Linked DNA regions of Mus musculus: all the other regions are linked to region 1. A link is a contact called in public HiChIP or PLAC-seq and promoter capture Hi-C data. All regions are on one chromosome and are shown on one strand. The core of a region is the stretch at or near the end of the contact, and the rest is flanking DNA. Distances in the headings are between cores, read along the strand shown. Region 1 holds the start of Wdr20 (WD repeat domain 20). Region 2 holds the start of Slc25a29 (solute carrier family 25 (mitochondrial carrier, palmitoylcarnitine transporter), member 29). Region 3 holds the start of Wdr25 (WD repeat domain 25). Region 4 holds the start of Begain (brain-enriched guanylate kinase-associated). Region 5 holds the start of Ppp1r13b (protein phosphatase 1, regulatory subunit 13B). Region 6 holds the start of Xrcc3 (X-ray repair complementing defective repair in Chinese hamster cells 3).

Region 1 (4,712 bases), core at 988-3,487:
TGATGTATGTATGTCTGTATGTATATGAGTACACTGTCGCTGTCTTCAGACACACCAGAAGAGGGCATCAGATCCCATTACAGATGGTTGTGAGCCACCATGTGGTTGCTGGGAATTGAATTCAGGACCTCTGGTAGAGCAGCCAGTGCTCTTAACTGCTGAGCCATCTCTCCAGCTCCCAGTGTAAATCTTAAGGCATAGTGGTCTTTTACTTTTTTAAGACAAAGTTTCAGTATGTGGCCCTTTGTGGGCTGTGTAGTACTCAGGACAGCCTTAATGTCTATCTGTCTCGCCCTCCTAAATGCTGAAATTAAAGCATATGTCATCATACTCAGTAGTATATTGGTCTCATGGGAAATTTAATATTATGGTTGAAGGTCAATATACTTTTTTTTCAGTTTTTGCTGGCTGAGGTGTCCCCTCCCAAAGTATATTTTCCCCCATTAACTAGAAATTCAAACTGAATTCTTTTTAGATAATTCAGGCTGTTATTTATCCTTCAAGATGACCATTATAAACATGTTTTTGGTACAAAATAGCATAGCTATGGGAGCTTGGGATTATCCACTGAACACCCCCTAGTATTTTTAAGAGTTGTGATCCATATTTGCATTTTATGGAAAAGACAAATTTGCATTCATAGGAAAAGACAAATAACAACAAAATGAAATTTAAAGTGCATTCTAGGGATGTATTAAGAAGACTTTTAAAGTCAGGTGATGGTGGCACATGCCTTTGATCCAGAACTCAAAAAAACACCAAAAGAAAAAAAAAAAAACCACCAAAAAAAAAAAAAAAAAAGGATTTTAAAGCTGGGTGTGTGGTTCATGCCATTAAGCCCAGCACTTGGTAGTTAAAGACAGATGGATTTCTGAGTTGGAGCCTAATCTCTGGTTGAGTTCCAGGACAGCCAGGGCTATTTAGTGAAATACAGTATCAAAAACAAAAACAACAAAAAAAGGATTTACTGTAGTGCTTTTTTTTTTTTCTTTTGCCAGTTCTACAGGATGTTAGTCAAATGCCTTATTACATCACTGGCACAGTTTCTACTGTGTCTGTACTTGCTTCCCACTACATAAAATGGCTATGATTTATACTTCTTTAGAACACTCCCCCTTGTGTACAATTAATTTTTGTGAGGTTGGAGTCTCGGTCTGTGGGCTCGGGTAGCAGCCTCCCAGCTCCGGGCTCAGGCATTCCTTCTGTCTGGAAGCACAGGTGCCCACAGTGTACTGGGCTCGCTCTACAGACAGGATTTCTCAGGGATAGGTCATTCTTCGTGTAACATTTTCTCCGCTCTAGAATTCTATTTTAACGTTTATCACTTTAGAAGCCTTTGTATTCCAGTGCACACACCCAGAAATCGAAGCATCAAATGGTGACTGTTAGGTCCTACTTTAATGTGTGCGCTTGCCTTCACCTAATACTTTGTACAGGATATTCAGCACAACTCGATGGTTCTCCTGGCAAACAACTTCAGGTTCCGTTTGAGGCTTTAAGAAAATCAATTAGCTTAACCTTTATTAAGAGGCACAGGAGACAGAAGTTCCGACAGAACCTACTTTCTCAAGAACAAGCCAATGCTCACCAGGAAGGTTTCAGGTGAGACTTGAAAACACAAGTCCTGTACATTCATGCGGTTCTTCCCACCCCGCCTACAAAACCCAACCCAACCCAACCAAACCAAACCAAACCAAACCCTGAGCTGTAATAAAGCCCAATCCATCGATATCTTCTGTGAGACGTAGAGGGGCTTGTCACCAGGCATCGGTACCCCGCACCCAAGCGGACCGTCGGAGTCCTCCCTAGCTTCCCAGGGAGGATCGCGGACAGCTGGGACATACACGTCCAAACACCGGACTTCACTGCTCGCCTCAGGCTCTGCCGGGACCACCAGCTGGCCAAGGCCAACGCGGTGGCGTCTCTTAGGGATCGGGTCCCTCAGCGAAGCTGCAGAGCGAGACAGGAGCCCCGCACCAACGCTCAGCGCGCTCGCTTCGACCCGCACCAGGAGGGCGGCACCCAGGGGAGGAGCTTGCGCACGCCCCTCCGGGTGGAGCGCGCCAGGTGAGCGCGCGTGCGCAGTTGGACCATTAAAAACTAGCCCGCCCCCTTCGCTTCGGCCCGCCTTCGTGGGGGCTGGCTCGCCAGTGGGCGGGGCCGCGGAGAAGGGGGTGGGGAGTGGAGAAAGCGAGCGGCCGAGGACGGCGCCTGCGCGGTGGGCGTGATCCGGGCACTTAGGGCAGGATGAACGCTGCTTTCCAAGATGGCGACGGAGGGAGGAGGGAAGGAGATGAACGAGATTAAGACCCAATTCACCACCCGGGAAGGTCTGTACAAGCTGCTGCAGCACTCGGAGTACAGCCGGCCCAACCGGGTGCCCTTCAACTCGCAGGGATCCAACCCTGTCCGCGTCTCCTTCGTAAACCTCAACGACCAGTCTGGCAACGGCGACCGCCTCTGCTTCAATGTGGGCCGGGAGCTCTACTTCTATATCTACAAGGGGGTCCGCAAGGTACCGACCCGGGCGTCACCGGGGGCGCGCCGGCGGCGCGGGCCGAGGCCGGGAGCTGGGCGGTGACAGCGAGGCCGGGGTGACCGGTGGGGGCGGCCGGCACTTGTACTTTTGAGTGGGCCGGTAACTCCGCTGAGGTGCTCCGGAGGAGAGGGGGCTTCGGGAGTGAGGCGCCGGCGGCAGCGCTGCCTCCTAGGGGAGGAGGGGGCTCTGGAGCCGGGTCGCGGAGATGCCCCGGGAGTAGCCGGTCGCCTCCTCCCCCGGCGGGGTCTGTCAGGTTCCGATCCCGCCCGGGAGCGGGCCTGCGAGTCCCCGGAAGAGGTGCGGCGGCCGTTTTAGGTGGCCTCGCTTCCCGGGAGGCTCGAGAGTCCTGCCCTGGGTGAGAGAACCGGGACGCGAGGCGGCTTGGAAAGGTCCGTAAGGCGGAACCGGGACAGGGAGGCGGAGGACTTGGAGACTAGGTCAGAAAGGACCTGCTCGGCACGCAGGGCTACTCCACCTGCTGCCGCACTGACACTTCTCCTGGTGTCAGCACTGTTTCCAAAAACCTTTCCGGGAGGTCGCCTGTCATTGTCTCCGCGGAGGGAACCGTCTCCCGAAAGGTTTTTGAAGAGGGTCATTCTGTCCCTTGCAGTGTAAGAGGGCTGAGTACTCAAGACTAGGGAGGTTGGAATTATGTTTTCAAATAGGCTAAGTTGCTTCAGAGGTGTTGTGTGTGAGCGTGCCTAGATTTATCTTGTCTAACGAGTCAGGCTATGTCCCAAACAGGGAGGGATAGGCCTTAAATGCTACTTTAAAGTAACCAGCCAAGAACTTAACAGTAATTCTGTGACGCATGCAATCGAGTTTTAAAATGTCTCGTTAAAAGCAGCAATTTATTGGCGCTTTTATTTTATTTTATTTTTTTATTTTTTGGTCACTGGCAAGAATTGCTTATTTTAACTTTTGACCATTGAGAGAGTAAGGAAATGTATGCACTCCATAGCACCTCCAACGGAATGTGACAAGGTGATGGAAGATTCACTTATAAATGTTCAGTTAGTGGGAAAGTACGTTGTCCATATTGAAGAGGACGTGTTCCCAGGGATGGCTATATCCAAAGTCAGCTGCTGTTTATGTTGCACTGTACGGTTAGGAGGACAAGGGAAGGAATGATGGTGTGCAAACGTAAGCTTGTTTCTTTGGTCCAAGGTGAATCTTCTGACTTGTCTTTATTCTTGTCAGTGAACTCCCGAAGCGTTTGGAAATAGCTGGTTGACTCTCCTCTCTCGGGGTTGGGAAAGTATCCAGTGGTTTGAAGAGTAGGAACTGAAGTTTTAGTGCAGTTCCCAACCCTGTTACTGACTCACTGCTGGCTGACCTTGGATACCTGGGAAACTTTCCTTTGCACTTCTTTAAAAAGGGAGGCTGCAGTGCACATGTTATAATTCGTAATAGCTGTGATGGCCATTAGAGTCCTGACACACTCAGGAGATGTAAATTAGAGTTAAAGCAAGCATTGAGAGGAACTGCCGTCTCAACATTCCTGCTCTGACTGAAATACCAGATTTTTCTCTGGAAATAAATGTAAGCTTATATTATCAACACCTACATTTGGGGGCTGGAGCAAAGGCTCAGCGGTGAAGAACCTGTACTGTTCTTGCAGAGGACTCCAGTTCAGTTCCTAAAACCCATGTTAGGCTGCTCACAGCTACCTGTAACCCCAGCTCCAGGGAATTGGATGTCCTTTTCTGGGTTCTGGAGACCCACTTACAGCTTACACAAATAAGTTTAAAAAATAAAAGAAATCTTAGAAAAATTGTAATTAGACCCTACCATGGTTGTGCATACTTGCAATCCTAGCACTCAAATTGTGATTTTTGTGGCCAGCCAGGACTATAGTTGGTAAGTTCAGGGCCAACCTGTGCTACAATTATCACTTTTGAGGCAAGCATGGGCTATATGGTGGGGTCCTCTCATAAGGAAAAAAAAAAAATCAAACCAGGTGTGTATGATAGCATGTACCTTGACAGGTGGATCTCTGTGAGTTCAAGACCAGCCTGCCCTCTATAGAGTTTCAGGCCAGCTAGGACAAAAAACACTCGCAATTCGAAAAACCAAACAGAAATAATGATGATGTAAAAATACAGTATGCTTAAAAGTTAAATTCGGGGGCTGGTGAGATGGCTCAGCGTGTAAGAGCACCCAATCTTCTGAA
Region 2 (4,712 bases), core at 1,536-4,035, 1.9 Mb before region 1:
AGCCTCCGAGCTGCAGATTCATGCCCTGTTCTGAGCTGAGGAAATTTCCACTGTTATCTGTTCACCCTAGCCATGGTCTCTGGCAGGCTTGCTTTCTCCTTGGTCCCTCACATCCTTCCAACTTTATCCATTTCTGGCACTGGGACCTTGTTTCTCCCTTGGAGAGCCACCAGTTTTCACCTGTTTTTAACTTCCTGGTTAGTGGTTGCTGGGTTCCTCACACAGCAGAGTGGCCTAGCCCCTGCTTAGCACTTTTCTGTTGTTTGCAAATCCTATTTCTGGAACAACTTTTCTCAGGTTAGTCTGGATCTCTTAGGGCACTAGAAAGCCGAGCGCCCATGGCTGGTATGCTGGCCATCTGGGTTTGCCCTGTTAGCCTTCCTCCTTTCCCACTGAGGTCAGAGCCCAGCTGTGAGCAGCTGCTCACAGGTGCCAGCAACAACAGTCTGCCACTTCCAAAACACTGCAGAGACCATGCAGCCTCTTACCCATCCCTTCTGTTGGGAAGCCCCAAGGGGTTTCAAAGCTGGCAGGCCTGGGCTGGCATTCCCACTTCCTCCTACCCATGTCCTTTTGACCTACAGTCTCTTTGAGAGCCAGGTAGCCCTGCCTCACCCACCACTGAGATGGGTCACACCAACAGAAAGGAACCCATCTCCCAACTCCAAAGCCACTGACCATAGACAGGGCAGCTCACACACCTTGATTATCCGAGGACAGGAAGAGGAGCCGGCAGCACAGGTCTGAGAGTGGTGACAGGTCTGTCCTCTCCTCGTAGACACTACCTAGTGATCTGGCATTTTTGTCACATTGACCCATGCCCTATCCAGAACCAAGGGGCTATTGTGGCCTCCACATTTGAGACCCGTTCCCTCACAACAGGGAGAGACCACAGGTATTCCCATCCTTCTACCAGACAGCTTTCTACCAGAAACCAGTCAAGTCAGGGTGCTTGCCATTCTTTCAGAGAGTTTAAAAGCAGGATAGGATGTGTCCTGGGCCATGCAGGCACACCCATGGTATGTTCTTCCTCTAGAAAGAGGCCGCACCATCATCCTGTCCTTCAGAGAGAAAGGACCAAAGCCAGAAGGAACCAAGCGGATACATTAGAAGGCCCAATCCCCACGTGTCTTGAAGCTTGTCTGACAGCATGCACTGAGCAGAGCTGGGAACCTGGAAGGCAAGCCTGGGGCACAAGCAGACTGTTGTCTGCCCCGCAGCTGCCCTACCAAATCAGAGAGGCTAAGTGTGTGTTTCCCACTCCACGCCCCATTTCTTTCCTTACTAGATGATGAATCTTACTCTGTTGGTGACCTCCACCTCTATTCAGCTGAAACCTCAGACGTGCATGAAGTCAGTGCTTGACTTCACGTAGTTGGGCACTCTCTACACACCCTGGGTGAGAATGCAGACCAGGCTGGAGACAGGGCACATGACCACCCTGAGACAGGCTGGTTGAAGACAGATGGGTATCCCAGGCAGGGAGGGCCTACTTGAGCAAGTGCCCATGGGCTTGTGGGACAGTGGGGGTGCTCAAAGTCTCTATGCAAGCCTGGCCTCAGGGTGAATATATGCTCCCCAGATCAACTGTATATCCCAGGCTACAAATGGAGGTAACTCTGGCCCTGGGGAAACTGCAGTACAAGGGGGTCTTGGCCACGGCAGGAGTCCTGGCCATTGAAGATGCCCTCACCTGCCCTGTTACAGCTGGGGCTAGCATGGGGCTCTTTCTGGGTCTCTAATTCTCCACCTGCTTGTGGAAATCTCTGTGGCCTTCCCACAGCTTACAGAAGAAAGACTTGGTGACAGTCTGGTGGTTCTCAAGCACCTAGAGGGTACGTCACTGCTCAGGGAAGGCATTCTGCCAGACAGCAATGTTCTCCATCCAGGAAGAAGCAAGCACGGATTAAGCACCTAAGGCCAACTCCAGCCTATCACTGTTCCAGGAGAGACCTTTCCGGGTAGGGCTATGAAGGATGAAGACAGCAGGACAGGTGGATGAGGAGCCAGGTCTGGGCCTCAGAGCTGAACATATAACCAGCCAGACCACTACCACCTCAGTCGATTCACCTGGAATCCCAGCGGCTAAACCAGGCTCTATTTAATACTTAGTAAATAAACTAATCCTCTAGGCAAAAGGAAAGGCACTAAACGTTCAACAGGTCCGCACGGTAGTGTCATGGGCAGACCTAGCCTGCTCTCAGCTTCGAGCGCTCTTCAGTCAGGTTGACATGACCATTTATTTGACCACCCGGTGGACCGCCTCCTCCTCTCCTGAGCCCTCCAGCAGCTTAAAGCAATGCATGGGAAGTGCTGGGCGCCTGGGGTCGGGCCAGCCTTCTAGGAGGTCGCGCGGTGTCACCAGCCTCGCTCAGACAGCTGCGGGAAGGGATCAGTAGGCTGCGCGCCCGCATCCTTCTGTTCTGTCCCTGCCTCCGGCCAAGCCGCGGTGCTGCCAGGATCCCCAGACCTTGCACTCAGTGCGCACGGAAGGGTCAAGAAGACACCTGTCGCCGCGTACCAGCCAGAACGCCCGCCTGGCATGCCGGTCATCTCCTTACCTCCGGCGCATCCAGCCAGGAAGTCGAGCGCCATGGCCCGGCCCGGCGAGCCGGCTGTGTCTTACTACTCCTCGGGCCCGGCCCGCGGTTGGCCGTCGCGACTCCTGCTATCTGGCCTCCGGGCGCGCAGCCGGGTCGGGGAGGCGACTGGATGGCGACTCCTAGAAAAGCACTCCCCTGGCGTCCAGCTTGCCGGGCCTCACCTCGCACCGCTCGCACCGCCCCGTCGGCCTCAGCCCCCGCGGGGGCAGAGCGCAACCAATCGGTAAGCGAGGCACGGACACACCCCGTGCTCCGGGTGCCGCCGCCAAGTCTCATTGGCTGGGCGCGCCTGGAAGGTGTGGCCTCGGGCGCGGCGGGCGGGGGTGCCTCCCGGCTCAGTAGACAAAGACTGTGCTTCTCGGGCCCGCCCGCACGGCGCAAGGAAGGGGCAGTGCGGTGGGCACACTGCACACTGGAGCCCAGAACCTCCCAACCGCACGGTCCGAAGGGCGGCGCTCGATCTGCTTCAATCCTCGGACCCCTCACGGTATTTGGATGCGACTCTCCTGCTCAACCTCATCGTCCTTGCCTGTGTCAAGAGGACACAGTGGCGAGTGCACACGTGGAACGCCGCGACTCTCCCAAGGCCTACTTTGGTCTTGGACTCAGCTTGCTGGGAAAGTTCGAGAACGACCGCCCACTTGGAGGGGCCTCTGAGGCCCCGGATCTTCTTAAGCGAACGCGCAGGAGTACTGAGGACCCAGTGCACCCAGGCAGAGACAGGGACTTGAGTTTGAAGGACGTAGAAACGTTTTCAAACAGAAGGGGCCTGTGGATGGGGCCTGAGGATGGAAGGGTGCCGCCAAGCCCGACGTGTTCCTGGGAGCCGCCAGCAGGCCAGATCAGGGGCGCGGGCATCTGACTGCAGCTCTGGGCCTTGGGACAGGGTGAGCTAGGTGCAGGACAAGGAGCAAGCAGATATTCCAGGCTTGGAGAGCATTAAAGTTGAGGTGGGCTAAGAACCCGACGCGCCGCCCCCCACCCCCCCAGTTGCTGGTAATATCTACAACAGCAAGGAGTCTGGAAGCAAGTCCAAGTGATGGATACAGCCATCACTTACCGGGCCTCTGCTGGTCGTGACTTTCTTTTAAGCTGAGAGTGGAGTAACAGACTCCTGTGGTTACTCGAACTCTGCTCTTGCCTCTCCCCTCCCTAAACTGGGCGCGGAGTTGTGGGATGGCAGATCTGATGGAGGGGCAGCTCTGAGACCAGGGACCCCAGTGTTGTTTGAGAGGTGGTGTTTATCCTTGGAATTGAATGGACCCTTCGTGAAGCCGACACCCAAGTCCAGGCCTGCTGACCCCTAGTCCAGTGCTTGTGGTGGCTACTGGGCCCTGAACTAGGGGTCTGGAGACCTGGGTTTGATCTCCACAGGCTTTGAGTCATCTGGATGCCTTCTAAAGGCAGGTGGTAAGAGGAAGAAGGAAGTACACACTGGAACTGGGGTGATTGTAGGATCCCTCCTGAGGCCTTTGCCATTAACCCCAGCAATCCTCCTGCAGGGACACAGCCATAAGAATACCCTGGGGTCCGGTGGTAAAGCTCGGGTCTTCACGCCTCCACCCTGGTTTCTGGTTCTAAGAAACGGGAGGGCATCCGATGAGACAAGACGGCTCTTTCTGCCTGTGGCTTCGAGACAGGCTCTTGATATGTAGCCCAGGTTGGTCTTGAACTTGACACCTTCATGGCCTGCCTCCTGAATGATGACACCTGGTTACCTTTTCTTTCCCTGGAGGTGGAACTCGGGGTCTCATGCATGCTGGGAAGGCAAGAGGAGAACTTCCTGAGCCTCATCTCTTCAGCCCTTGTTCTGTGTTGAAGGGAACGTGCGTCAAAAAGCCAGAGAGAGGAAGACAGGTAGGAGCGTGGGAGAGCCTGCCTTCATGCGGATGTCATTCCTGGCATTAGCTGTGTGGAGCTCTGACCCCCTCTACGGAAGGGTTCAGGAGCCTCATACACACACATGGGTACTCACTCCATAGTTGAGCTGCAGAACCATTGGAGGGACTAGAGACCGACCCTGTAGAGATCCTGTGGGACCCTGTGGGACCCTGTGGGACCCTGTGGGCAGAGCTTGGGTGGGCCAGTTGTGGCGGGCCGGTATTGTGT
Region 3 (4,712 bases), core at 1,072-3,571, 1.8 Mb before region 1:
TGTTTGCTAACCTTTAGAATTCAGCTTAACTTCAGAGGTGCTTAGCTAGGAATTCTTGAACCTCTTAAAGTATATCAATATTTGCATATTCACTCGATGAATGGATATAAGAATCGCTCAGGTTTACCATCTTTATGAAGGAATCCAAGATGCCAAAAGGTTAAAGATCACTGTCTTGAGGACTTACCATATCAGCTCTAGATGGGAGGTTGTCTCTTTATTAAGGAAATGCTATCTAACCCACTACTAATACAATATGGAAGAAAGAAAGAGGTTATAACCAGGAAGTTATCTATTATCCCCTGTAACAAAAGCACTGGGATTGTAAGAAGTCAAACCGCCTATTCCAGAGCACTCACAGCAGGCCTCTGACGAGAAGCCTACAAAGGCTCCTCCACCCGTAACTCTCCTTTGCAGGCCTTTTAATCTATGGCTCATTTGGAAAAATAGCACTGTTCTAGATGACACAGTAGTCTTGTAAAGAAAGGGGGCCCATTATCTGTGAGCATATAGGAAAGAGAAGGATTTAGACCATAAGGAAACCATCACAGGGAAGACACACAGTCTCTGCAGCCTGAGGGAAGAAAGCAACACGATTTTAGGGGCAGCTTGGAAAGAAGGTGGCCTAGGAAACTTTCTAGATACCTTGGAACTGTAGTCTCAAAGAGTAGATAACAATAGTTGCAGATTGACATGATCGCAGAAGACAAAACTTGGGGATAGATGATGGTGGTCTAGTTAATGAAAGGTTATTTTCCCAACTAAAGGCATTGGAGATTGAACCCAGAGCCTGGAACATGCCAAGTTAGCCTTTTAACAGTTGAACTACAAGCCGAGCCCTATGAATACTACCTTAAAAGAGAAAGACACTAATTTACAAAGACAGACATTACAGACTCTGTTGTCACAATAAGAATGTCAACGTATTCAGACACTGACCACTTAAGGAGGCCAGATCAACCGGAGCTTTGAAGATGCTGAAGGGCAAGCTCTGAATGCAAACAGGTCACTGGGCACCCACCACATCTACTCAAAACCAGGGCATCACCTGAACCTGAGTCAACTAGATGAAATACATGCACAACATCCCAATCCAGACACACACCCTCCTCAAGTCTTCAATGCTCTCATATGAGGTAGGTGACCCAAACCAAACCACTGCAACAACAGAAAACACGCTGCTAGCCTAGCAGAGAAGGCAATACGTACCCTGGCTGTGTAGTCCAAGGGTGCTCAAGCTGGACAGCTGAACATATGAGACTGCCCAGCCAGGGTGGAGGTCTTTAATACTCTCCTCTTCCCCTTTCAGTTTCTTTGTTTGTTTCTTTTTTTTTTTCTTTTTTTTTTAGAAGAGACTATTGTTTTTCTTATCTGCTTTGCCACACCCTTTCAGTTTCACTTACTGAGGGGTTTCCTAGAAATCACTCAGGTTCCCAAAAGCATTTGAGCCATTTGCCCAGCTTTCTTCAAGAGCAAGTCCAGCCACTGGCTAGCTACTTGGGCCGTGGGAGGAGGCGGCTGAGGCCAACCAAACTCTCAAGAGCCCGGAGCTACTTGTCATTGCATTGCATCAGCTGTCCCTTTCTTCAGGTTGACCGCCATATGACCTCCCCACCCTCTTCCTTTCCCGCCCCCACAGCATCATTGCAATTGTGTGTAGTGTAGCGACAAATAGGACGGGCATATCGCTTTGTACATCACTGCCTTCCCGAAGCAGCCTTGCTCTGAAGTTGTGCACTGCAGCGGAAAGATAGGCTTTTAATGTTGGACATAGAGCTTGGTGTGCTATCATAAAACCGTGGGCAAGTAGCGTTCCTTCTCTGCTTCTCTTTAGGATTCCTCATCTGTGAAACGGGCACCAGGGGCTTTACAAACACTTCGTACAGGGCAAAGAGATCCTACAGGGCAAAGCCCAGGCGGTGGGAAACGATGACAGGCTGGGTGGGCGGCGCCGCCGCAGCCTCCCGGTCCCTCGTGGTACAGGTGCCCAGAGAACAGACAGCCCGGTTCCGAGCTGGATCCTCGGGGCGCGGCGCCGGGGCGTCAACCGAAGGCCCCGGCGCCACCTCGGCATCCCTCCCTCGCTCCCGGCGCAGTGACCACCCCCTCCTCACTTACCGGCGGCCCCCACTTCGGCCCCACCAGTCAGCACCCCCAAGTTCAGCCACCGGTACCTCTTGGGCGTCCGTGGAAACACCAGCCGGCTGGAATAACTTCCGGTCTCGGCATGCCGCTATTGGCTGTCCAGGCAGAGGAGGGCAGAGACCATCTCCGATTGGCTGAAATTGCTGGCGTCGTGGTGGAACGCGACTGGGCGGCCCGAGTGCTGGCCGGACCGTTGTAGGGGTGGACCAAGAGCTTCCGTGTGTGTGTGTGTGTGGTGAGCGGCGGGCCCGGGAGGGAGGGGGCCGGGATGTGGCGGCCGCATGCTTCTCGCTTCTTAGCGCCGGGCTCAGCTCGCCGCTTGCCTTCCTGTTCTTCCCGTTCATTCCTAGAGTGCTGTGCTCTGAACTCTTTACCCATTAGTGTTGACAGCTTGGCTAACTTACTCATCCTTCAAAACCCGTGTCTGTTTTTTGTTTCCCATCCTGTATCCATGGCCTCTGGGGCAAGATCCGTGTGAATTTCTACCCACATCAGATCTATCATAGTGCCTAACACAGAGTAGGAAACTAGGACCCGTGTGTTGAACGGGAAAATTCTGTCTTTAACTTTCCCAGTTCCCTGCCCCATCACCTTGCTGTCTGCAAATTCATCCAGATTGAGGCTTCTTGGACAGTGAGCTAAGCACACAGGACACCCTGCCCCATGTATCCGTGCTCCCTTTAGCTTTTCAGTATTCGACTTCAGTCCTCAGTCCTCTTTTTCCCCCATTTAGCCTCTTCCTCTTGGTTTCACCTCCCCCCCCCCCCCTTTCTCATGGCATTTTTTGGACTTGGGTACAAGATGGCTACCATCATCTCCTAAACGGTGTGCATCTCTCTCAGCCGTCTCCCTTCATATATGTTTTCTTGACTCACCCTTGACTCCTCTTCATTGGTATTGGTTCTGTTTTAGTCACAGTATTGTGAACACCTTAGTTCCCTCAACCTCTTCAGAGCGTCACACTGGTGTAGTCTCTCTGAGACCTGTCTCAGCTCCAGAAAAAGATGCAGTCTTGGGCCCAGCTACCCTGTATCCTTTTCCTTTTGAGTTCACAAGTCCACGACATCGTCTGGCTCACGAGTCAGGGATGTTTTTGTCTTTCTATGGCTTGGGAGTGTGATGAATGAAGGACATCATTTACTGTTTTGCCTACTGTGGCAGATGTTGAGTGAGAGAATGAAATCTATGTGTGGTGCATCTGGTGTCCAGTCCCTTGCTGTCGTTCATTTTCTATCCCCTGTGGAGCTGATGAGCCACACTGTCCTCAGATCTGCTATAGGCCTCTTTTGTGAGTCTACCCTGCAGATAACCGTGTAGCTTAAAACCCAGGCTGTGACCGAGCTCTATATAGTATGGTGGTGGGAATCAGATGGGTTTCATTTGAGGAACCAGGAGATTGGCCTCAACTCCCTGCTGAATATGTAGAGATCAAATTATTTGCAGAGCATGGGTCTATCTCTGTGTGGTTAGTCTCTAGTGGGATCTTAGTTTGGTTGGAGAGTGGAAAGCTGGTTTTAGAAGTCCTTTTTCGAAGATGTTTCTAAATGTGGACATTGTTACCTGCCTGGATTCAGCTGCTGGTAGGAATGATAGCTACAGGCATTGGATGATGAGCAGACTTGTATGGCAGTGGGATTCTTAGGGCAAATAATGCCATTAGGGGACAGATGTGGAAGGCTTTGAGTGGAATTTTGGAGCCCAGTGTGTGATCTGACATGGTGATATATACTTGTAATGCCAGCACTCTGAAGGCTGAGGCAGGAAGACTGGACTAAGACCAGCCTGGCTTACATAGTGAGTACTTGTAATGGGCTAGGGAGGTTCATCTGTTAAAGACACTTGTTTTGAAATCATGAAGACCAAAGTTTGGATCCCAGCACCCATGTAACAAGCCATTTCACACTTGCTTGTAACTCAACCTGTAAGAGGTCACAGACAGACTATGTCTCGAATAGATAGAAAGTGAAACAGCACAGGACTCCATCTTCTGGCCTCCTTGTATTTAGGAGAACAGGTTTGCACATTCGCATAGGCATGCATACACTTACACAGCAAACACACAAGCATAAAAAAAGAAGCGGGCTAGCTGGTCCATGGCCCAGGCTTGCACTTTGTCCCACTCCACCCTCTGCTGGCTGAGATATGCTCAGCATCCTTATTTTCTTTCTGTCTGTACTCACAGAATTAATACTGAGTTTTAGACCAAAGCAATTCTTACTGAGAACTAGCTGATAGAAATTTGTGAATGCTCAGAATTCCAGGAAAAACTTTTGAATGGAAATTTAGTACCCTGTGAACCTATGCATTTGGGGTGAAACAAACAGATTTGGATGCCATGTTTAGAATTGCTCTTGCCACAGTTGGGTTGACTGGTGACTTAGGACCCAACCTGGGCTTTGTACGTGCCCGGGCAGTACTCTGCAGTTGCTCTGTTTCTCTGGACACGGATTTTTTCTTTTTTTTTGTTTGTTTGTTTTTAGAGACAGGGTTTCTCTGTGTGACCCTGGCTGTCCTTGAACTCACTCTGCAGATCAGGCTGCCTCGAATTCAGAAATCCACCTGTCTCT
Region 4 (4,712 bases), core at 1,041-3,540, 1.7 Mb before region 1:
CCTGCTATGCTGGCTAGGATCTACATCTCTCGTTAGACCATGAGCTCCTGAAGGCTGGTTTGCCTAAGTGATAGTGTGCGTCCAAAGAAACTATGCAAGGTGAGCAGAGAGGATGCCTCAACCCATTCACCCATCTGCCCATTCCTAAGACTGACCCAACAGGGATAGCACCATCCAGCTGCCAGTCACCAGTCACCTGCTGGGGACTGCTCTGAGTCACTCCTCAGGCTGTCCTAGGGGCTTGACCTCTGACACCAGGCTCTGTAGAGGTCACACAGCAAATCAGCCCAGAACAGAGACTGGAACCTAGGGCTTCAAACCCTGTCCAAAGTTCTCCATTAGTCACATGACGAGTTCTGAGGCAGGATGGGAGGTGAGAGGGGACCCTGGGACAACTGTGGACCAACACAGTTTGCAGCTCTGACCATCAGAGTCTTAAACTGGAAGGGCTGCCCTGGCCTTTGACTGAACATTTCTGCAGGATGCTTTTTGTGGTTCTCAGACTCACGCCTTCTCACTCCCTGCAAGCCTCTTCCTGCTAACCCAGTGCTAACTTCATCTCCCCCAGCTTAGCCTGTGGGTCTTCTCCTGGAAGCTGTGGGGAATTCTTGTGGACTGTGTCCAAGCCCTGCTGACTGACTGCTGTCCCTCTCTCCCATCCACTCATTCATTCACTTATCCGTCCATTCACTCTCCGGGATGCTGCTACGGGGATGGTGCTAATGACGATACCCAGTACACAGTCAGTATTCTATAAATGGCAGCCACTGCAGGCCAACCAGATGCTCAAGGCCGAGAGAGAGAGAGAGAGAGAGAGAGAGAGAGAGAGAGAGAGAGAGAGAGAGAAGAGAGAGACAGAGAGAGAGACAGAGAGAGAGACAGAGAGAGAAAGAGAAAGTAAGTCCTTGTCCGGACTGCTTCACACTGAATTCTGCTCTTGGCCTATGTGGGTCCCTCACCTGACCTCCAGCCTATGAGAAGTTCTTACAGGCCATGGCCCCAGGCATCCCTGACTTCCCACTTCACTACTCAGGAGCCAGCACACAGAGCAGGCCACAGGAATGAACACATGTGAGACAGGAACTTGGGAGGGTCCTTGGTGCTGCTCAGGAGCCCCTCGCCCTGCGCCTGCATCTGCCACTGTGCTTGCTTTCCAGAGCCGCCCTGATTATAGTGAGCTGTGGGAAAATTAAGGGTTTGCAGGAGGCTGCCAGGCCCTGCTGCTGCCTCCCCGCCCTGCTTGTCACAGATGCCAGGCAGAGCCGTCCCCAAAGGCCACTTGCCCTACTGGGCTGCCCAGACACAGCACAGAAAAGGGGCTTCCTCCTAGAGACCTTCTCATAGCCTAGACTTGAGAGTAGCAAAGACCACTTACTCCTGGACAGTGGGGGAACTGAGGCCCAGAGAACCTAAGAGAGCATCCCATGGCCTCCAGGGGCCCAGGGTATTGGGACCTCAGGATAAGGGAATCCAGAAAGATGATGTCCCCCACATGTGCCCAGGGACTGCACTGGTGGACCAACCCTGGGCATCAGGGTTGCACACCTGCATGGCTCCTGTCTGTCTCTTGCAGCCAGCCCTTGCTCCAGGGGACCTTCCCAGCTCCCATCCTGCTCCCTCAGGAGATTCCGAGATGTCGCCCACGCAGCTCTTGCCCCAAAGGAACCTTGTTCTGATGGGGTGGGCACACACGAGGAATGAAACACCTCTAAACCAGGCAGGAAACGGAAATGCTAGGGGCAGAAATTCCCAGCCAACGTGCAGGGGCTCTGTGAGCAGGTCAGCGCCTGCAGAGTGGCCCTGCCTGCCCAGCCTCAGTTTCCTCGCCTGTCCATGGGGAGGACTGCTGGCGGCCTGCTAGGGCGGCCGGAGATGAAGGTGCCCGAGGCATGCGCGGGCCCACGCGCGGCCCACGCTCGGGAAGCGGTCCCTGGCCAGTCTCCTTCCGGCTCTGCGGCCTCTCCAGGGCCGCCCCCCGAACGGGGTGGGCTCAGCCGGGCCCCCTACACCCGCCTTCCGCAAGTCCTCAGGCCGCACGCGCAAAGCAGCCGCGGAGGCCCGGCCGCCCCGCCCCGCGCGAGGGCCCCGGGCCCCGGCGCCACCCAGGGCCGCCGCGGGCGCGCGCAGGGACCGCCCCAGCGTGGTGCCCGCCGCCCAGCCCCGCCCCGCGCCCTGCCAGCCCGGCTCTCGGGTACTCACCGCCCGGCGAAGCCGGCCCGGCCGCCGGCCACCCGTCCACATGGCCCCGGCTCTGCGCGCCCGAGCCCGCGGCCGGGGCTCCCCAGCGCCCCGCTTCCCGCAGGGAGCGCCCGCCCCCCGCCCCCGGCCCGGCTCCCCGCCAGCCCCGGCCCCGCGCAGCCGCGGCTGCTCCGGCGCTTCCCCGCGCCGCGCCGGGCAGGGCGCACGTGGTGGGCGCGGGGCGCACAGGGCGCGGAATGGCGGCGCGCGGGGTGAATGAGTCCCGCGCGCATGAATGGCGGCGGGCATGAATGGAGGAGTGTGGGGTGCAACGCCTTGTGTCCCGGGCCCTGCTTGGGGGTGGGGTACCAGCATTTAGTAGGTACCTGCTGTGTACCGGCCACTCAGGTCCCCAGGGACTGACTTGGCAGTGAGAGACAGGTCCCTGCCCTCAGGGACCTTGCAGTTTACAGACAGGACAGTGACTTCCAAGGGTGTAGTCCACTGCTCTGCCCTTCAAGTTCTGGCCGATGCCTAGCCCCCATACCTGTCATGGGTTCCTTAAACTGCAGCAGCCCCCCTATATACTTCCAAGACTGGCCTGTAAATCTCTGTCTGGGAGCTCCATAATAGTGGAGGGGCTCCTTCTTTCCAAGAAGTAATCCAAAAGGAATCATGACTTCAGGAGGGCAACTGTGACTGTGGTAGAGCATCCCTCTCTGGCCCCAGTAGCGCTCAGGACTTGTCAGGTTATTCTGGCCCTGGGTGAGACACTGGCATAGTGGTGCTGATAGTCCCAACCAAACTGGAGCACGTATGGAAGCTAACTAGCATAAGTCCCGAGAAACCAGGGTCCCCCTTCTGCCCCGGGAGCATCTTTCCAGTCTAGTAGAGTCAATCACATGGGGCCAGGAAGGATCTGGGGTGGGGGAAAAAGACAGCAGAGCCTACCTTTGGCTTCTCTCAGGGCCTGTGGGCTGAACGGTTGAGTGTTAATGGTTTCCGAGGGAGATAAGGGGATACTAGCAGCGACTACAGCACGTATGTTGACATTGTACTGTGGTAAACATACATGTCAAGAGTTAGCATTTTAATCACCTTTAAGTGTACGGTCCAGGGGCAGCGAGGACATCCATGCTGTCACGGGGCTGTCACCACCATCCACCCCTCGGCCTTATGTGCTGTGTACATTGCAGCTTCTCTCTCCTTTAATTAGGGGAGTAGCTGGTGCACTCAGGCACTGTGACAGCACAGGAAAAGTGTGCTGACAGCGAAGGAAGAGAGAGAGGCAATAAAAGTGAGTCTCCAGGAGGAACAGGCAGACACGGGGGTGGGGGTGGGGTAGAAGTTAGGAGTGTCCCTTATCTTCCCCAGGGACATTACTCTGTAATAGGTGTGGAAGGGGAGGGTTCAGTGAGCCTCAGGATGCTCCTCCTAACTCTAGGAGTATGGACCACAACTGAGGCAGGTACAAGAAGGCAGCCCTGGCCCACGGTGGCCAGCTTATGCTAACTTCTGACTCACTGTGGATGTGTCTCTTGCTCTGGGGATCTGAGTTAACCCATGCTGAAGTTAGAGGTAGCATGGGCCACCAATCCTGATCACTGCGGTCCTCCTGACAGAGATGGAACAGTCCTTAAAGTCCTACTTTCCCCCATACAGGCCTCCAAAGGCCTGAAGGGAAAAACAGAGAACACAGATGTAGCCCATAGAACTGGGTTCTGTCTATATTTCCTGCCCTGGGCTGTAGCCTTCCCTTAGAGATGGGTCCTGCTCAGGTGAAGCCAGAACGCTGTTCTCCTCTGCCCTGCCTCCTCTGCTGCCAATGCACAGATGGCTAGAGAGGAAGGGGAGGGGCCAATGGCTCCTGCCTGCTATACTTCGGAAGTCTTCAGACTCAGGCCAGGCTTGCTTGGGAAGGCTTCAACCTTCAACTCTAGAGTTGTTCCTAAGGTCTTGTTTCATCCCTCCCTCACTAGACTCCCTTCATCTCCCACCAGTGGGAGGGGACAGGGAGACAGCTGTCCCTGGCTGTGGGTCTTTTGTCCCTGTCACACTCCATGTGAAAGGTGGTACTGCTCCCTTTGCAGACAGTACAACGGAAGCTTAGAGGTTATGCCCCTTCCCAGAGGCCACTAGCAAGGAGAAAGCTGATCAAGGATTTGAGCACATCGTTCGTCTGGCCCAGTGCCCCTATCCATGTCTGACCTTCTCCCAGGTAGAGGAAAGCCTAGGGGTGTCACCTGAAGAGCATCCCAACAGTTGAGAGCCCAGGGCTTTTGCGTTCAGAACAGCAGAGCATAGTAACCCAGGAGGAACTTCCTAGAGGAGGCCTGTCTTCAGCTGGGGTGGACGTGGGGAACACTACCCCGTGTGGTAGAGGCCTTGGTCCTCAGTTCCTGTCCCCAACCCTCATCAGCTTTCCAGATGTCTGGACACTAGGGTTCCATAACTGTCCCAGCATACTTGTGCCATCTAGGGAGCAGAAGACCGGCTGTTCCTCCAGAAGTATATTGTTGGACTTGGCCAGCCGC
Region 5 (4,712 bases), core at 1,611-4,110, 1.2 Mb after region 1:
CCACAGACCAACACTACATACCACTAAGTCTCAAATATACCTGGTAGCCTATCTACCTACATGGGACAATGAACACTTGAAGGGTACCAATCCACCTGAAGAATGCTGTAAATGTATACTTTCAAAGTATTCACACAAAGTTTAGTTTTAAAAAATAGTCACTCGAGAGGCAGAGATAGGCAGGTCTCTGAGTTAGAGGCTAGCCTAATCTATAAAGGATAGCAGAGGCTACACAAAAAAGCCGTATCTTGAAAAACAACAACAAAACAGTCCACCATCACATTGATGACTTAAGGGATCACTTTTTATAATTATAGTTCAGGTGACCTCACAGTGAGGAAATGGCCCAGTGGGTGAAGGCACTGCTATCAAACCTGACAACCTGAGTTTGATCCCAGAGACCCACCCGGTGGAAGGGGAGAGCCTTCCTCTATAAGTTATCTTCTGATCTGCATACTTAATGGTGGGTACTGTGCACATACAACAAATACATGTAATTTAAAAAGTATAATTCAGATAAGCACAGCTAACAAAAAGGTATGTAGAGAACTACTTGGCTTTGTTTACTTTTATAGTACCTAAGGTATTTTATATTGCATTTGATCCTAATGTTATTAAATTCTGACAGTCCTACTGCTTTGAACAACCACAGCATAAGAACCAGTCTTCCTTTGATGATTCACTGTGATGATCAACACCAAATATACAATAAAGCCAGAAAAATCACATTTACACTTTGGATACATGGTATAAGATATTATGAAGAAGGAAAGATGTGTTGTTAAAAGTTGTATTAAATTTACAAGTACCTCCAACCTGTGTTAACAGAGGAAGGACTCAACCATACAAGTAGTATCTTTAGAGATAAAGAAGAAAATACAAAAATAAAACACAAAAAGGGATTAAGAAAAACACCATCGGTTTCTCAAAGTATCTTTAAAAAAAAAGCAGTGTTAAACTAATATAAGATCAGCTTTAAAAAGCACTATTTGAGTTTTTAAAGTAAACATCCCATTTTCAGACTAAACATTTTAAAAACAAAATTTGTTATCCTTCAACGGCATGGATAGAAGTAAAAATGTCTGCGCTAACACATGGAAAAGTAATACAAGTTTCCTAACAGAGCATTTATAATTAAACACTACACAATGAGGGATAAAACCTGCCAAACATTTGATAATCTTCAATATTACTGTAGTGTGACTGCATTATCACCGCAACTACCAGGACTTAACTGCAACGTTCCAAAACACCACAATACCTTTTCAACATGGAGCCAGTAAGAAAAGGGAAGAAATAAAGTGTATCTTGTAAAGATTAGAATCTCAAACTGAAACCCCAAAGCTATATTTAAAATGTGGTATGGCATTCTGCTCAACAATTCTGAAAAGCGTCCTGACTGATCTTCATGATGGTACTTCAAATACTGATATGTTCTTATCCCTATTTTAGAGGGAATTCAGTCTCAACTCTGTCAAGGACACAATATGAAGAGGTACCAGAACAATTATTTGACCCCAGCTCTTCTGACGCCCACTTAGTGCTCTTTCCATTACAAGGCAATCGTTTAAAAACATGCTTAGCATTCAACAAGCCTAACACCAAAGGATTTAAGGATCAAGTAGGTTAAATCTTAAAACTCCACCAACACCAGGGGTTGGAATCAGTTCAAAAGGAGGGAGAAGAGATTATCAAGAAACAGGAAATTATTTGAAGGGGTGGTGGTTTGTAAACTAATGAGCTTGGGTGCAGCATAGCAGAACGACAGTATTCAAGTAAAAATGCAGAGACATATTTCCCCTCTGAAACGTGATCTTTCCACGTAGGCTTCAATTTTTTTTTTCTGTGGATCTGGGATATATAAACTCAGTGATAGAAACACTGGCCTAGTCCTGCAAAGCCCAGGTTTGACCCCCAGCACTTCTAAAACAAGCGAACAAAAAAAAAAAAATAGATTGTGTGTTATTTTATTAGTCTGAGATTTTTTTACTCAATAGACACTCTAAAAACAACACGCCCAACTGGGTACAATCTATGTCACGTTTTTTCCCATTAATTACGACGTATACACTTCACAAAAAGCCTATTTAAAAAAGGAGAGAATTCAGCATCCACTGCTGCTTGTACCGCACGCAGGTAAAGGAAAAGGCAAAGAAGGTGGCAACCCCCAAAACGAAGGTCTTCCTGGCCAAAAGCATCCTTAAGAGCAGGACAAAGGCTCGAGTGACACACAACCGGCTCAACCTTAAGGACATAGGGACATCACGCCAGGTGGAGCAAATGTACCCACGGAGAAGCCTCGGCAAGGGGATTCCTAAGATGGCTCTCTGAATCCACGCACGGCATGCGTTCCTCCCAGTGCAGGGGAAACACATATTCCGAGCGTGCGAACACCGCACCCGGGTGCCCTCGCCGAGGAAATCGAGGCACCGGTCGCTGGCCGGGAGGGGCCGTACACGCCGCAGCCCCGCGCAGCCCGCAGCCCTGCGGAGGCCGCTCGCCCTGTCGGCGACCCCGCCCACGCTCGCTCTCTCGCCCGCCCGCTGACAGCCGCCGCCCCCACCTGCCCCTGCGCTCGCTCGCCCTGCACGCCCGCCCGCCGCTTCCTCCCTGCCGGGCCCGCCTCGCGCGGGGGCCGGGGAACGAGGCGCCGCCGCCCGCACCCACCGGCATCATCGCGGCGCCGTCCGCCGCGCCCGCGCCGCCTGACAGGACGCCGCTCCGGCCGCCTCACAGGCCTCGCACCCGCTGCGGCGCCCTGCGGCCCGGCTGCGGCGAGGCGGCAGCTGCGGAGAGCCGCGCAGCCCTCGCTCGTCCTGTCGCGCCGCCCCGCGTGCCGCGTCGCCGTCCCTCAGCCGCCGCCACCGCCTCTGCCGAAGCCGGCCGCCTTCCGCCACCCACTCGGCTCACCCCGCAGGCTGCGGAGGCCCCGCCCCACGCGTCGCTCCCCCACCCGCCTACGCCACCTATGATTGGTCCGGTGGGGGTAGGCGGGATAAGAGGGCGGGGCTTCTCCGCCGCGGCCAGGTGAGAGCGCGCTCGTGCGCGTCTGCGCTCTCGGCGGCGGGGGAGGGGCGCGCTGCGGACGCCGACCCCGCCCCTCCTCCTGCATACCAGCAAAGGGGGCGTTGGGGCGCCCAGGGACCTCCGAACCTTGTGTCTGCGAGACTTCGGCTCAGGGTCACCTCGGACGAATAGGAAGCAAAGGACAGAGAGGAAAGGGCGGCTGGGTCCGGCCCACAGTCGCGACCGGTGGAGACTCGAACCTCTCAGGTCCGAGAGGCCAGTGGCGAGCTGGCCACAGACCAACTCTGACCGTAACATATACCCTAGGTGTCCAGCGCTATGCGAGGCTACAGGCCGGATCCTATCAGGCGGGCACAGGGTGTCCCCGATGTGTCTGCATCAGCCGATTGCATACCGCTCAGTGTCCCGGGCCCCAGAGACCTGGGACTCTGCCCCCGCTTCCACCGCGGGCTGAGCCATTGAAGCCTTCCTGGACAGGACATACAGGCTCTCAGCCTCAGCCCTTCACACGATCCATCCCAAGACCGAAGGACCCATCCCCACCTGTGTCAGTATCCTTGGAGATCCAGCTGGAACGTCCCAGGGCAGAGTCCAATCTGTACCTTCAGGGTCCAGGTCTGTCCTTAGAATGCTGTCTCCTGTGTCATTTTTCCCTCCAACTAGGGAGCCTGAGTGACAGAGGGTAGAGCAGGCCCCAGAGCAGACCCTCAGCAGAGGCTGCCGGGTGGGCAGGCACCCTTTCTGAGTACTCCACATTGTGCCATTTGCCTGAACTCTGACAGATGAGACACAACGGCTGATGAGCTGCACCGGGCTTAAACTTCCATGAGATTCCAGAAACATGAAGACAGCTGGATGACCCCAAACACAGAAAGGGTAGATCACCTTGGGAAGTACCCAACCCCTGGAGAGGGCAGCAGATGTTGATCAGGGGCAGTTTATAGCCTGTCTGGTTCTCTGAGTGGCGGGAGGCTGCTGCTAAGTCGGGGCAGAGAGAGGGAGGAGGCCAGAGTTACACCAGCCCCCTTATGGGCAGCCACACCTGAGCTTAAGAGGCCATGGGGGTTAGTGATTGAGAGCGTGGACTTTCCAGTTGAACAGACTTGGTTCCACACCACTGCTGACACACCCTCGCTGTGTGATCTTCAGCGAGCTCATATCTGTCATAGGATGTGGTAGGATAATAGTACCTCTCTCTCAGGTGTGATGTATGAATACTTCGAGCAGTTTGTGACACGTGCCAGCTGCCCTGTGAATTCTGTAGTTACGTTATCGTTAGCAAGCAGGTTTGGTGTAAAAATGTCCCTAGGGTTTTAAGACTGAATACATGTGGACCATGAATGGTCAGTGACACACCCTTTCTGGGAACAGGATTGAGTGGTTTCAATCAGATGTCAAGAGACCTGGGTCCCAGTTCCAGCTCTGCTTCATTTCCTGCGAGGTCTCAGGCAGCTCATAATGTTTCTCTGAGCCTTGCATTTCCCATCTGAAGCAGAAGCAGGCTTAGATTCCATCGTCTCTGGGGCCTTCCAGTCCTGATGCACTAATGTCCCTGAGCTGTAAAGGGATAGATGCTTGTGCCCAACAAAAGACAAGCCCAGAAAAATGTCACCCACTCTCCTGAGAGGACCTTCACTACAAGATCTTACCGGAGGCGGGGGGAGGAGAAGAAGAGGTTTTAGGGG
Region 6 (4,712 bases), core at 1,326-3,825, 1.1 Mb after region 1:
CACCCAGGATTCAAGGCCAGTTTAAGCTACACAGCAAGACCCTGTATTTTAAAAACAAGAAAGCATGAATGTAGAGTTGGGGGTGTGACATGAAAGAGTGCCTTTTGACCACGTACAAAGCTCTGGAGTTGACTGACAGTGGCAAACAGAGAGAGGGCCAAGGGAGAATCAACTCTGAGTCCCCAAGCCAGGCCAGGGTAAGCAAAGAGGCGGATGGAGCCAGGATGCAAGCAGGCCGGGCCAGGCAGGAAGCAATGGGCGGCACACAGTAATGACCAAGGCCTACTGCTTGCTGCTTGAGGAGGAAACCAGTTCTGTTCTGGGCTTGCATTTACTTTTTACTTTCAAACCAGTTAGCAAAAGAAATTATTGCTCCCAGCACTGGGAGATGGAGGCAGGAGGAGCTCTGTGAGTTCAAGGCCAGGCTGGTCTACAAGTGAGTTCCAGGCCAGCTAGGGCTACACAGTGAGACCCTGTTGCAATTAAAAAGAAAGAAAAATGAAAAAGAAAAAAATAATACATTGCAGATATATCAAACTAGTTCACACAGTGGCAGAAAGAGCTGCCAGGAACATGCGGGCTGAGCAGCTCGCCCTCTGCAGCCACAGCCCTCTGGGAACTCAGGTGCCAAAGGTGCCCCTTGCGAGACCAACCAACCCCGCTTTGAAAAGGAGAGAAGCCGCTAGGCGTGGGTGGTGCAGAGAGTGCAGCTTGTTTTGCCCACAGTGCCTGTGTGCCCTGCTCACCACACACATACCCCTCTTAACCGCAGCAGTAATTCGGGGGTTTAGGTCCAGCTGATCCAAGTCCATTCCTAAGTGGTCTCAGCAGGGGCATGCAGAGCTGACGGTGACAGCACACAGCAGAGCTGACAGGCACACAGCGACGGATGGTGACACACACCAACTCAGACTTCCTGTGGGAAGGTGACACACAGGGCGGTCCGAAGCCAAAGTGTGGTTAGGTGTCCCACTGAGCGCCGAGGACAGGTGTCTCCCGGTCCATGAGAGCTAAGGATGGTGCTCCTGCGTGCACCGTCAACCCTGAGGAGGACTAGGCAGTCTGGAAGCCTAGGTTCACTCCAGATGTTGGCACAGAACTAATTCAGCCGTAGTCAACATCCTGAAGGTGTCAGTGCGGGGGGGTGGGGGTGTGGGGGTGGGGGGGGTGGGACAAGGTAGCTGCCCCTTGCTGCTCCCCTTCAACTTCCTGGGGCATAGAGGGGTCTTGCTCAGCATTCCCCAGCTTTTTGTGAGTTTGGGATTTTGAAGGATGGTGGGAGAAATTGAACCTGGTCAGAGAACAACAGAAGAGGCAGCTCCACCGTACCAGAAAGCACAGAGAAAGTCTCCCGAAAGGGGCCCGGAGGGGACAGCACCAGGCCAGTGTGAGGAAAGGCGTGTCCTACAGTACACTGCAATGGGTTCAAATGACAGTGCCAAGAGGCACTAAGGATGGGGTGGAGTGGCTCAGGAGCCAAGTTTGAGGAGGCCGAGGACGTGAGATCTGGTGCTGGGCAGGTTTGGTGGGCTGCCAGTAATCCCAGGGCTCAGAAGGCAGAGACAAGTTCCTCAGAGCAGGCCGACAGGCTGAATCTGTGGACTTTGGGTTCGTAGGGCAAGTGATGGAGGAATATATGTCAGACATCTGCCTTCCACACACGCACACACATCAGTACGGATGCAAACGGACATACACGTATGTACATACAACACACACACATACACCACACCACACAGGGCAGGAGGGAAGGGAGAACATGCTTTCAGACACAAAGCTCTGGCACCAGAACTCAAAGGTCCCCCAAGCCATCGCTACAGCGTCCAGTGGTGAACCAGAGCAATCACAGGGCTTGGTGGAGACTGGACAGAGGACATAGTCAGGGGCGGGTTCTATCTGTGCACCCGCAAATGCCAAGGCCTTGAGGCAGCTAACCTTGCTTTACAAAGTGCCACTGAGCAACTTCTACTTCAACACTGAGAACCTGTGTCTCAGACAAAAGCACAGAGCTCCATGCTCCACTTGGCCGCCTGCCTTCCGGAGAAGTAGGGTTACACCAGCTCATCCCTCCAACTGGGCTAGAGTGTGTCCAATTGTGTCAGAGAGAGAGCAAAGCTCCTGGGTAGCTGATTTGGCCAATTACCCAAAGAAGCTAGAGGGTGAGGCGCGCGCGGTGGCTCACACCTGTATCAGTGCGAGGAAGGCTGAGGCAGGACTGCTGAATCCAAGGCCAGCCTAGGCTACACGCACAATGTGACTCGTCCTTACGAACACCACAAGAAAAACAAAAGTCACAGATCAAATCTGCAGCGAGTGGTCACGCTGTGGCTGGCCTGGGACTCTAGTGCGGAAAGCAGGTCCCGCGCTCAGTTCGATTCCTTCAAACCCCGCTACGGGCTTGAAGGGGTGCCCCGCTGGGGAAGCTCGTTCTTGAGTCCCGACCTGGGGCGCTCGAAACCCACAGTGTCCTCTGTCCTCTCCCGCCACCCCATGTTCGGCCACTCGCGATCAGCTAACTCACCTCCCGGATCAGCGACCCCGCAAGTCTCCCGCGCGCTCCGCCCGCTCCTGAAGCCCCGCCCATCTCAATCTTCTCTTCCAATGAGAGGCCAGAGTCCGAGTCTGCTCCACCCAGAAGAAACGAAGAGGCGCCTACGTGGCTGACTAATTGGCCAATCCGAAGTCACACTCTCCCTAGAGGGGCGAGGGTGCCCCTCCGGTCTTCACCGCCGATTGGTGGCCAGCCGTAGGGGCGGGATCCTTGCACGGATTGGAGAAGGGCGACTCTGGGGCGGATACTACTCTCCGATTGGTTCATATTACGAGCTCTGGCTGCGGATTGGGCTTCGGAGCTGTCATCGTGTCTGCGGGCGGGGCGGGGTGGCGCCTTGTGTGGGCTCAGCGCGGGCGGTGGCGTGAGGGGCTCAGGCGGAGACATGTCCTCGGGGGTGGCCGCGCGTCGCGACGCCAAGAAGCTTGTGCGCTCGCCAAGTGGCCTGCGCATGGTGCCGGAGCACCGCGCCTTCGGAAGCCCTTTCGGCTTGGAGGAGCCGCAGTGGGTTCCGGACAAGGAGGTGCGTCCTAGCCCCCGGGTCCCCAACCCGAGCCGGGGCGTCTCCCGCCTCCGTCCTAGGGACGCTCGGCCGCGGCTCCCCTCCGGGCGTTCCCGCTGTCCCTTCTGCGCTGTGGGGCGTTTTCCATTCCTTGGCGGTCATTGGCTGCGCGGTGCGGAGCCCCGGGGAGGCCCGAGGGGGAGCGGTGGAGCGGCTCACCCGTGAGCCGTGCGCGAGTTTGGGGCTGGAGTGTGTCCGTGGGGCGAGGGTGAGGGAGTCCGCCTCCACCTGCCCACGGAGGAACGGTGCCAAAGGGTTTGCAATCTTCGAAGTTCTAAACTCTGCAAAGCTTGGCCACTTGGGAGAAAATAGGAGCAATTCACGCATTCCATGCGATTTTATTTCAAAGCAAATTAAATATCTTTAAAAGACACCAACGAAAGTACTGGCGACTTTGATAAACTTTGAAACAACTTTTCTTCATTTATTCATGTGTGTATGTGCCTTTGTCCCCAATGTCACAGCGCTGGTGTGTAGATCAGAGGATAATTTGTAGAAGAGAGTTTTCTTAAACCATCTGGGTCCCAGGGACGGAATTCAGGTCTCAGGTGTGGCGGCACGTGCCTTTACTTGGTGAGCTATCTTAATGGCTCGTGTAAATTCATCCATGTTTCTGTTTCTCTCCCTCCTTCCCTTTCTCCCTCTCCTTCCCTTCCTCCCCTCTCCCCCTCCCACCTCCCCGTCCTTGGCCTAGCACTCATAAGATCTGCCTTCAGAGTGCTAGGCATGCACTACCACACGCCTCTACCACACACTGTTGCTATGTTGTCCTCGAACTCCTCCTCCCTCAGCCTCTTGAGTTAAAGATGTGCTTCACCACACCTGGCCTCCTCCCAAATTTTTTAAGTTAGAGTCCCTGCTTGGAATTCTAATCAGCTGCTCTTCTTTCCCCTTGAGAGCTCATCCACAGGTGGCCGAGGCCAGCGGCTTCTTAGAGTGAGGTCCAGTGTTCTTGAAACAGGGACTGGAGAGCCACCCGTGCGTGCAGCCAGAAGGTTGTAGCCTGGCTGCTGTTGCTCTGCACCCCACCCCACCCCCCAAACTCTGAAGTTCCTGAGAGCCCTGAAGGAGAAGGTTCATCTTGTACTCAGAGCCCCTGGCTATACCAGGTGTGTCACTGAGCCGTCCCTGCCCTCCTGGTTGTGCCCTCAGTTTTGCACTTTACCTTTGTACTTAGGCATCTGAGCACATAGTTCCTCTTGGGTGCAAAGATAACTGAGCACAACCCTCGAGTGCACTTAGCGTCCCTGAAGTGGGTGTGGGCTTAGGAATGGGCCAGCGTGATCATTCGTGGTGTAGGTAGGTGTCTGAGTTCAGGGTAGTGAGTTCCAGGCCAGCCAGGGCTATACAGTGGGACCCTGTCTTAAAAAGACAAAAAAAAAGGGTGTGTGTGTGTGTGTGTGTGTGTGTGTGTATGTTGGAATACAACCTGGACTCCAGCCCCTGGACGGAGTGGGTGTTGGGGAGGTGGCTCAGCGGAATAAATTGCTTGTGAATGAGTCTAGAACTGGTCAGACATAACTGTTTCCAGGAAAGGCCAATAATGCCTAGATTGGAATAAGGGGCACATTTGGGGCGGGTGGAGGAGGCCAGTGGGGT

Evidence for each region. Promoter capture Hi-C pulls out the DNA fragments that hold promoters and counts their contacts. HiChIP or PLAC-seq counts read pairs in DNA pulled down with a chosen protein or histone mark.
Region 2: an H3K4me3 HiChIP or PLAC-seq map of embryonic limb bud shows a contact between it and region 1, with 9 times the contacts expected there. The contact joins the promoter of Slc25a29 here to the promoter of Wdr20 in region 1. A contact is called at or near these places in 5 of 39 promoter capture datasets (cranial neural crest, hippocampal neurons, liver and 1 more) and 3 of 115 datasets of contacts at active chromatin or transcription factors (embryonic forebrain, embryonic limb bud and pancreatic cancer cells).
Region 3: an H3K27ac HiChIP or PLAC-seq map of extraembryonic endoderm stem cells shows a contact between it and region 1, with 7 times the contacts expected there. The contact joins the promoter of Wdr25 here to the promoter of Wdr20 in region 1. A contact is called at or near these places in 3 of 39 promoter capture datasets (the 3T3-L1 cell line, cranial neural crest and hippocampal neurons), 4 of 115 datasets of contacts at active chromatin or transcription factors (embryonic limb bud, extraembryonic endoderm stem cells, forebrain and 1 more) and 1 of 9 other capture datasets (liver).
Region 4: a contact with region 1 is called in a promoter capture Hi-C map of pre-B cells, with 7 times the contacts expected there. The contact joins the promoter of Begain here to the promoter of Wdr20 in region 1. A contact is called at or near these places in 2 of 39 promoter capture datasets (hippocampal neurons and pre-B cells).
Region 5: a contact with region 1 is called in a promoter capture Hi-C map of liver, with 6 times the contacts expected there. The contact joins the promoter of Ppp1r13b here to the promoter of Wdr20 in region 1.
Region 6: a promoter capture Hi-C map of pre-B cells shows a contact between it and region 1, with 2.6 times the contacts expected there. The contact joins the promoter of Xrcc3 here to the promoter of Wdr20 in region 1. A contact is called at or near these places in 3 of 39 promoter capture datasets (cranial neural crest, liver and pre-B cells).

What each region holds. Positions count from the first base shown.
Region 1 is chr12:110,735,763-110,740,474 of GRCm38.p6, forward strand. It overlaps Wdr20 (WD repeat domain 20), which reads left to right and starts at 2,238. Exons shown (of 3, transcript NM_027149.4): 1 at 2,238-2,515. The coding sequence starts at 2,267.
Region 2 is chr12:108,833,091-108,837,802 of GRCm38.p6, forward strand. It overlaps Slc25a29 (solute carrier family 25 (mitochondrial carrier, palmitoylcarnitine transporter), member 29), which reads right to left and starts at 2,786. Exons shown (of 4, transcript NM_181328.3): 1 at 2,562-2,786. The coding sequence starts at 2,595. It overlaps Mir345 (microRNA 345), which reads left to right and starts at 3,883; the gene lies at 3,883-3,978.
Region 3 is chr12:108,891,951-108,896,662 of GRCm38.p6, forward strand. Wdr25 (WD repeat domain 25) reads left to right here and starts at 2,322. Exons shown (of 7, transcript NM_177602.3): 1 at 2,322-2,363. It overlaps Wars (tryptophanyl-tRNA synthetase), which reads right to left and starts at 2,224. Exons shown (of 10, transcript NM_001164314.1): 1 at 2,119-2,224.
Region 4 is chr12:109,065,927-109,070,638 of GRCm38.p6, forward strand. It overlaps Begain (brain-enriched guanylate kinase-associated), which reads right to left and starts at 2,291. Exons shown (of 7, transcript NM_001163175.1): 1 at 2,200-2,291. The coding sequence starts at 2,241.
Region 5 is chr12:111,905,195-111,909,906 of GRCm38.p6, forward strand. Ppp1r13b (protein phosphatase 1, regulatory subunit 13B) reads right to left here and starts at 2,861. Exons shown (of 17, transcript NM_011625.1): 1 at 2,668-2,861. The coding sequence starts at 2,676.
Region 6 is chr12:111,811,304-111,816,015 of GRCm38.p6, forward strand. Xrcc3 (X-ray repair complementing defective repair in Chinese hamster cells 3) reads right to left here and starts at 2,576. Exons shown (of 8, transcript NM_028875.3): 1 at 2,522-2,576; 2 at 758-916. The coding sequence starts at 812. It overlaps Zfyve21 (zinc finger, FYVE domain containing 21), which reads left to right and starts at 2,867. Exons shown (of 7, transcript NM_026752.4): 1 at 2,867-3,074. The coding sequence starts at 2,937.